2 separate regions of the Mus musculus genome follow, and region 1 is linked to region 2. A link is a contact called in public promoter capture Hi-C data. All regions are on one chromosome and are shown on one strand. The core of a region is the stretch at or near the end of the contact, and the rest is flanking DNA. Distances in the headings are between cores, read along the strand shown.

Region 1 (4,329 bases), core at 1,485-3,984, 630 kb before region 2:
CACAGGGCTCAGGACAGGTTTCTTGGGCATGCTGCAGAACTGTGAGCAGGAGAGAATGTATCGGTGCGGCACTGATGGGTGGAGCCGCTGATAACCTGCAGTGAGATCTGCAATGGGATTTAACTTTAGGTCACACCCTTCTCAACAGTTACAGCCGTAGCTGAGATCATGACAACCTTCTCAGAATCCAGGCTGACTCAGAGCTGGGAAGTGGGGCTGATGCATCATATCCCAAGGAGACCGAGAAGTGATGAATGGAAGTCGTTGCACTCGGGTCAAGCAGTGAACTGCGTGAGTTCATAAAAATGGTAATAGCTAGCGATTACTGAGCGCTTATCTCATGTGCTGGTCCACTGAAGAGCAGCGTCCACGCACTCCCTCTCTCATCCTTTACAGTGACCCATGAGACAGGTTCTACTTTAGTGATGAGCAGACCAAAGCTCGAGGGGGAGTAGCAATGTGTTCAAGGTTAAGTGGTTTAAAAACAAAATCTTAGCGCCTGAGTTTTTTTACCCAGAACCTATGACTTCAGAGACCAGGAGGCACTTCTTTTAAGTGGTGACATCTTTCATCACAGGGTGTTTAGAATAGTCTGGCCACAGTGTTAAGTACCCCAGGTGGCATTCCATCCAATTTTTCTTTTAAAACAAGGTCTCACATAGCCCAGTCTTGCCTCAAACTTACCATGTCACCTTGAACTGATTATTCTGCCTCTACTTATGTTTAGTTGATGCTGGAGACCAAACCCAGGGCTTCATGCATACTACTCAAGTACTCTGCAGACTGAGCTAGACCCCATCCCTCAGATGAGCACTCTTGTCTCCATGTAGCATGGTAGGGGCTGAGCATCTATTTCTTGTAAAGAGAATGTTGCTTTGGTTGGTTCTAATAAGTAAGGTCATGTGTCCAACAGAGAAAACGGATAAAAAAAGGATAGGTTTCTGTTATCATTCAATAGTCAGGCGACAGGAACGACTGGCACATCTTAGAAATAAAAGTACTGGAAAGGGGAGGGAGAGATGGCTCCAAGGTTACGAGGGTTGGCTGATCTTCCAGAGGTCAGTTCAGTTCCCAGCAACCACATGATGGCTCACAACCACCTACAATCTGGTGCCCTCTCCTGGCATGCAAGTGTACATGCAGGCAGAACACAGATTTATATATAATAAATCTTAAAATAACTTTTTAAAAACAGTGGCGGAAAGCCTGTCATAGTATGAGTATTGGACACGAAGAGACCATCAAAAGGGATTCTGGGTAGAGGATGTGGTTTCAGGATATCTTCTACTCTCAACTCTCTTTAGAGGCTTGAATCTAACATAGCAGGGAAGCTAATCACAGGGGCAGTGGTCTCAGGCCATCCTGCAAACCGATCCAGGCACCAGTGGGTAGAGGCAGCTACATGATGCTCACCACCTCTCAGCCAGACCTGGGACCAGCAGACAAGATGCATAGCCAAGCCAGTACAGCCACAGCCCAGAGCCCACTCTGCTACCTGGTGAGGCAAAGCCTGCTGCTGCTGCTGCTGCTGTTGCAGCTGCTCCATCACTTCCTCATGCTGCCTCTGCCGCTCGTTCTCCTGGTGCAGGTACTTGAGGAGCGTCAGTTCAAACTCCATGCGCACCTTCTCCAGCTCCATCGCGTTGCGGTGTTCTGTCTCCAGGGGCAGGGGCAGCTCTACGGACTCCAGTCCAGGTCCATCGCCAGCCTGACCCTTGGCGTTTGGGCCGGACTTTGGAGGCAATGACCTAGGGGGCCCCGGACAATCTCTGTCCTCACAGATCCCGTTCTCTTCCAGGGTAGGCAGTTCTAGTTTGGGGACTTCTGCATCCTGGGATGGAGAAGAAGTGGGGTGATAATGGGGGAGTCAGTGTGGGGCTCCCTACAACCACACCCTCTGCTCCGAGCTTCAGGAGCCTGGGGTGTGTTGCAAAGACTACCTAGACGGGGTGTTTGCTAGAAGTGTATATAACAGGGGAAGGTGAACTCCCATGAAGGGCGAGTGCCCAAAAGTTGTGAGGCATTGGTGGATCAGGAAGGTGTCTGCTCAGGTCTACTCTTTATCACCCTGGAGGTCATTTTCCCATCCCCCACCCTTCACCTAACTGTCAGACAACAGATCTTTCAGGAGCTCCAGAGTGAGGAAGAAGCCCAGGTGTTGAAAGAACCAAGCAACACATATATATGTATATGTTTGTTTGTGTGTGTGTGTGTGTGTGTGTGTGTGTGTGTGTGTGTGTGTGTGTGTGTGTCCTGTCCACAGAGGGAAGTAAGGGCCTCAAATGAGAGACAGAGACAAAGTTTCACTCAACCTTACAATCCTGTAAAGTTTTTCTGGTTCCCGGTGTCAGCTGGGAACCAGTTATAGGGATATAGGGGACACTGTTCTTCTTGTCAACTGAATCTTCTAGCACATGTGAGCAGACTCTAAGGCTTAGAGCCCCTTACCCCTGACCCCCAGTGGGATGGATGGGGCAAATCAAGAGAGGGGTCCTCTTACCAAAGAGGCCTTTGGCTTGCCTTCAGGCATGCTGTCAACAGGGGCCACCTTGGAGAGTGTGGGGCAGCTTTCTCCTGCCCCTCGGGCTTCCATCACCTCCCTGTCCTCCATCGCCATCCAGATAACCACCGTGCTGCGGACCAGGGCCACAGGACATCTTTTAAGACAATACCATTTGGCTTCACCAGGTTCTGACCACCATCACAATCCCTATCCTCATAATGGCCACATTCCAGTTGCCAGGGCACTTTTGGGAGAGGCTGTGACACCTTTGAGGAGTCTTGGTGAGGACAGAAGGTGGAGGGGCAGCAACATAGTTCAGCGGTGTGGACACCTGCGGCAAGTCTGAGAACCCGAATTTAATCCCCGAGGCTTACACGGTAGAAAAAGAGAACTGATTGCCCACACGCACGCTGTGGTGTGTGTGTGTACAGCACACACCTCCAAATAAATATATGTAATAAAAAAATTACCCCCAGTGAAGGCTGGGCTCTTACCCACAGGGCTTCGTGAATACCAGAGCGCCTCCTAATGGTGCCGGAATCCAACTGTGGAAACCCATTCTCCTGGGCTCTCCTTTAAATAGAGTGAGTTTATGTTGGGGTGAGTTTGTTTCCTCTCCCGACCTTAAAGTCTTACCCCAATGCCTCAGAATGTAGCTGTATTTGAAGGTGGGATCTTGATGGAAATGACCGCCTTGAAATGATGTCACGACAACAGTCTGAATCCAATGTGACGAGTGTCTTTAGCAGAGGGCAGCAATGAGCCAGAGGGAAGACGGTGCCGACACAGCGCGACAAACCTTGGGCTGGTTCCCCTGGGGAAACAGAGTGACAGGTGACAGGAAAGAAACGTGGGAATCAGCTCGAGAGGTTATAGAGGTGAAAAAGCCCACAGTCTCATTCTCCGTTCTATCTTGGTTTACTGAAGATCTCGGTGGACGAGGCCCACTCACACTGGGTGGGAGTCTGCTTTTCTTACTCCGTTTCCTGCAAGGTTAATGTCTTCTAAAAACACCTTCAGAAATAGACCTATAAATTACGGCCATTCAGCCGACGAAGCACCCTAGGGTTGGCCCAAGTCATGTTGAGCGCACAGCGAATGACTACAGGCTGGATCAGAGCCTCTGTCTCCGCGTTGTAAAAGACTGCTGCTGCTTTCATCCTAATGCCTAGCCTTCCGAACACCGACTGTCAGCATCAGCTGGTTGAGCCACCCGATCCAAGAAATCCTCTCCCTGGGGAAGGAGTATGACCTGACCTGCAAATCCCAGGAAGAGTGTGTAGTGGAGGAGAGGATGCCGGGAGACCGGAAGTAGACTTTGTCTTCTTTGGGTTTATAAAAACACACTTAACAAAACCCTTTCAATAGATGGAGTCAGGGTCACAGTGTGGAAGGAGAGCATGCTACATTTGAGTCCGGACTCGGTTGTTATTATCAGCTGTGTGACCAAGAGAATTGTTCTATGAATCTGATGTTTCGTGCCTTCACTTATGGATGGGAAAAGTGAGAAAGACAACTCACTACAGTGCAGTACTAACAAAGGAAATGATGTATTCCATACAGGACTAAGGAATGATTGCCACCACAATTAGTGTAATAATGGTGGTGGTGGTGATGGTGATGATGGTGGTGGTGGTGATGATGATGATGAAGATGATGGTGCTGGGACTTTGCTATGGCGTGAAATAGAATTCAAATCTACCCTTTTGGAGCTGGAGAGGTTGCCCTGTTAAGACTGCTCTCACAGTTTGCTGCTTATGCAGAGGACCTGAACTTAGTTCCCAGCACTCTTGCCGGGCAGCCCATACCTTCCTGAAACTCCAGTT
Region 2 (4,251 bases), core at 1,266-3,765:
CACTCTCTAATTAATTTTCCTAGAAGGCTACATTTTAAGTCTACGATGGAACGGTTAGTAAAATCCCAGCTCCGGGAGAGAGAGAGTTTTCAGCATCAACTCTCTTTAACATGCAATCTCTTGCATACAGACTCAACTCAGGTTCCACGAGGAACCCTAGGCTGCAGAGGAGTGGAACTCTGGGTTCCTCAGCATCTGAGACAGGCAGAAATATGAAATGTTCCTGAAGGAACACGCAAGGCAGAAGGGCAACTCTGTCTCTACGGAAATCTACAGAGCCCAAGTTTCTTTGGAACCTAGCATTCTAAAAGGCATGTCTGATGGTCAGCCCTAACCACGTAGTGACAGCAAATGGACTCAGTAGGTTATAGTACATAAATGTGCACACAATCTTAGCCATTGCCCTCAGAGTAGCCATTGGTGGTAGTGGATGTTGGAGGGAGCTCACCTTCCTGTACATGGCAAAATGGTCGCCTACTTCCAGAATGCAAGCTATCCCAACCCCGGGCTCATCTGAATTCCCATCTGACATTTCCCTGTCGCAGCCTGCTGTGGTCATGTGTGTGCCCCACACCCCACACACACTGACCTTCTGTTTGCTGTGCTGTCTTCACTTCTCCTCATTCTTAAAGATGACACACATGAATACAGAGATTTTCACTTTTACACCACCAGCTATGGAACCATGTCTAGCACACGGCTCCTAGGCCATACTCATGTCCCTGATTGGTCAATTCATAATGAGATCATGTGTCAACATTTAACAATAGACTATGATCAGAGAGCTGCACAGCGTGGCAACTCTATCATCATTATAAACACTGTGTAATGTGCTCGCACAAAGTGACAGCAGTGACATCACTAGACAGTGTGACCTTACAGCCTCACCGTGGGCCGGGATGATTTTTCCTATGGTATAGCTAATCTCCATGATTTAGAACATTAATTCCTCATGTTAAAAGAATGAATTCACACTCCATTGCCTCTTCTTTGCCTCTGCCCTCATGGATCTGAACAATGCTCTCTAAAATGAGCAGGTGGGCACTAGCAGTGGGGTCTTTGGCTCAAAGCCTTGAAGGAAGTGGTCAGATTAGGAGTGGTCCTGAATGAGGAAAGAGCTACCATGAAAGCAGGAGACTACCTTGAACAAGAATCCACTAGAATAATTTTGTTTTGGAAAACAAAACTACAAAATATGACTGTAAGGTTGGGGGATGGGCACAGTAGTTTGGCCCCGCCCTACTATTGTAAAGGTTTTGTTTGTTTCCCTCAATGAAGGCACACACACCACGGGATCCCAAGCAGATAAATGACTCACCTGAGATGATGCCTGCTGGGGCAGCAGGAGATCATAAGGAGACGCAGAGACCAGTCAGGAGGCCACTGCATTGTCACTGAAGGTGACAGACTGGACTGTGGCCTGGGAAGGAGAGCTCAGAATCTGAGTGCACATCTTTGGTGCTCTGCGTCCCAATCTGGAAGCACTTCAGTCCCCCCTTTCCATCCTCCGAGGAGATGTGGTGATGACAATCACACAGAAATGTCTGAGGAAGTCACTTCACTTTCAAATGTTGCAGAAGGCAAGCACAGGCACACATCTGTAACCCCAGCACTTAGGAAGGGAGGCGGGAAGACCTGCGGTTTGGGCCAGCTCTAGCTCCATACTCTCATCAAGTCAGCCTGTGCTACAATGAGGCCCTGTCTCAAAAACAAAACTAAACAAAGAAACAAGCATAGCATGCTCCCACACACTCAGGGAAGCGTGAATAAATTCTCGCTGGTAGGGGAATTTCATTAGCTTCAAATACTGTTAGCATTGATATGAACATCTGCATGGAATTTATGTCTACACATCTGTTCCATTCAGGGACACATACACACACACACACACACAGAGAGAGAGAGAGAGAGAGAGAGAGAGAGAGAGAGAGAGAGAGAGAGAGAGAGAAAAGAGAGAGACAGACAAACAGAGACATAGAAAGACAGAGACATAGACAGACAGAGACATAGACAGAGACAGAGACAGACAGACACAGAGACAAGGAGAAACAAAGAGACAGAGGCAGATGTGCAGACATACACACACCCACAGGGTAACCTCATTAGCAAGATATATATACCCCATGACCATGAACGACTTAATTAAAGTCCATAAGCCTTTGTTCCTCATGAGTACCTAGGGGCTACGACCCAGACTATGAGAATCAAAGGACCACCATATGAAGTAAGAGTGAGTAACGTGACTGCCCCATAAGGGGATCTCAAAACCCCTTCCTTTTTCCTTCAGTGCTGAGCTCCTGGGACTCAGTGCCACCAGACCATCCAGACTTCAGAGGGTCCCACTTGTGGAAAAGCGTGAAGTGTCCCCATTCCTATTGCTGCTTTACTATCCTGTTTACCATTAGGAAAAACAACTTCCTTTACCACACCCTGCTGGGGCTGTGTCACCGTGCTTCCCCTGGACTTGGAGACAGCCTCAGGAATGGGCGGAGCTGAGCTAGGGCCCTGAAGCCCATGGGAAAGGGTGTGCTGGCCCCATGCAACATGGGTGGACCCCTCTGGGAGGGAGGCAGAGTCAGGGTGACCAGGACTCCTGGCTGGATTCATTGATCGGGAAGCAGAGATGGAGTTCAGATGGTTCCAGAAGCCAAGGCCTGACCGTCTCCCTGGGCCTGTGACTCGAAAACAGCCCTGGCTGGCTGCCACCTTTCGTACTGCCTGTTCTGTAAGGTCACACACAGGGTCATGCCTGCCTTCTGACATTCTGCTCACCCCAGATCAGAGACAGTCAGGTGAGTGGAAGGGAGAAGGGTGATTTGCCATGAGATAGGAAAGAGAGGAGGAGATTGGAAAACAGAAGAGCCAGGAATGCAATCACTGAGACCATGCCAAGCTTGCCTACGTAGTCCCTTCCCCTTGTCCCATGGGATTCTGCACTGTCTTGTGTTCATAACTTGACGTGCTTAAGAAACGCCTCCAAAGTCGAAGGCTAGACGCTCAAAGGCATCCTAAGGCCACCCTCATGACCAGACCAAGTCCAATTCATCCTCATGAGTCTATGAAGCACAGAAGCCATTTAAAACTCCAACCAAGGCAAGGGCATTCCCTGCCATACAACCCAACCAAGGACCCTGTCCCCTGGACTGTCCAGGCGACAAGATTCTTCTTCTTCTAGCCTCAAGTCTTTCTAAGAGGGCTCCTTTCTCTAAGGCAGTGTAGACAGCCCCTAGATGAACAGCATCAGAAGAGGGAGATGGGTGATGACAGACAGCTGTGACATTTGAGCACGGTTTAAAAAGGTAAAAAGAGTGCTCAATCTGCAGAGCCACCCGAGGCAGGCTGCAGTGGGGCGCAGGAGAAGGAGCATCTAAATCTTCTTCTCCCTGTCTTTCTGAAGCATCACCGTGCCCAAGGCCAAAGCCCTCTTCTCCAGGATGACTGTATCAAGAAGCCCCAAGCAGTGGATTCATCTTCTAAGTGATCTGATCTCACAGGTGAAAAGAGAGAGAGAGATTGGGGATGCAATAGTTGGTTTTTGCCAATTTGACATAAACCTAGACATAGCTAGGAAGAGGGAATCTCAATAGAGGAATTGCCTCCATCAGATTAGCCTATAAGGATATCTGTGAGACATCTTCTTGATGATTAATGCAGGAGGGCCCAGCCTCATTCCTATGGCATCATAGGGGGATGGTTAGCGTCATCCCTAGGCAGGTAGGCCTGACCTGTATAAGAAAGGGGTTGTAAGCCAATATCCAGTATTCCTCCACAGCCTCTGCTTCAGTGGCTGCCTCAGTTCTCACCTTGGCTTCCCTCAGTGATGAACTCTAAGCTCCTCAAGCACAAGGAGCAGCGAATCTTGCTGCCTCGGTCGCTATCTTCACCCCAAATCACTTGCCTGACCAAGAGGAGCAAACAAGGACGGGATCTCAACTCCCACTCCCAAGAAGCTTCATCCTTAGCAGCCTGGACCGTTCTCCTGGGGACAGTGGCACAGACTCCAGCTGGCCCCAGCTGCCAAAGAGCTTAGTGTGAGAGCTGCAGGTCTTAGGGATTGAGGCAGATCGTCTCAGGATCGTGGCCTTCAAAAGTCTACCTGAGAGGCTGGGGGTTCTGCGGCCTCCTTCGTCCTACACAGCCAGAGCACACCTGAACACGGACAGCAGGGAACTAGGGGAGTCAGGAGTGGAGGGCTGGAGATGTTGTGACACTTGTTTTCTTAGACTTCCATTCTTATTCCCTAGACTGCTG

The links. Promoter capture Hi-C pulls out the DNA fragments that hold promoters and counts their contacts.
Region 1: a contact with region 2 is called in a promoter capture Hi-C map of liver, with 7 times the contacts expected there. The contact joins the promoter of Tmem247 here to the promoter of 2010106C02Rik in region 2. A contact is called at or near these places in 7 of 39 promoter capture datasets (the 3T3-L1 cell line, the HPC-7 cell line, hippocampal neurons and 3 more), 6 of 484 Hi-C or Micro-C datasets (the G1E-ER4 cell line, cardiomyocytes, cerebral cortex and 3 more), 3 of 115 datasets of contacts at active chromatin or transcription factors (astrocytes, bone marrow-derived macrophages and stem cell-derived neural progenitor cells) and 1 of 9 other capture datasets (liver).

Annotation. Positions count from the first base shown.
Region 1 is chr17:86,915,753-86,920,081 of GRCm38.p6, reverse strand. It overlaps Tmem247 (transmembrane protein 247), which reads right to left and starts at 2,734. Exons shown (of 3, transcript NM_030104.1): 1 at 2,501-2,734; 2 at 1,496-1,831. The coding sequence starts at 2,617.
Region 2 is chr17:86,285,442-86,289,692 of GRCm38.p6, reverse strand. 2010106C02Rik (RIKEN cDNA 2010106C02 gene) reads left to right here and starts at 2,515. Exons shown (of 3, transcript NR_045435.1): 1 at 2,515-2,792; 2 at 3,398-3,494; 3 at 4,245-4,251. All of the region lies in intron 1 of Prkce (protein kinase C, epsilon), which reads right to left.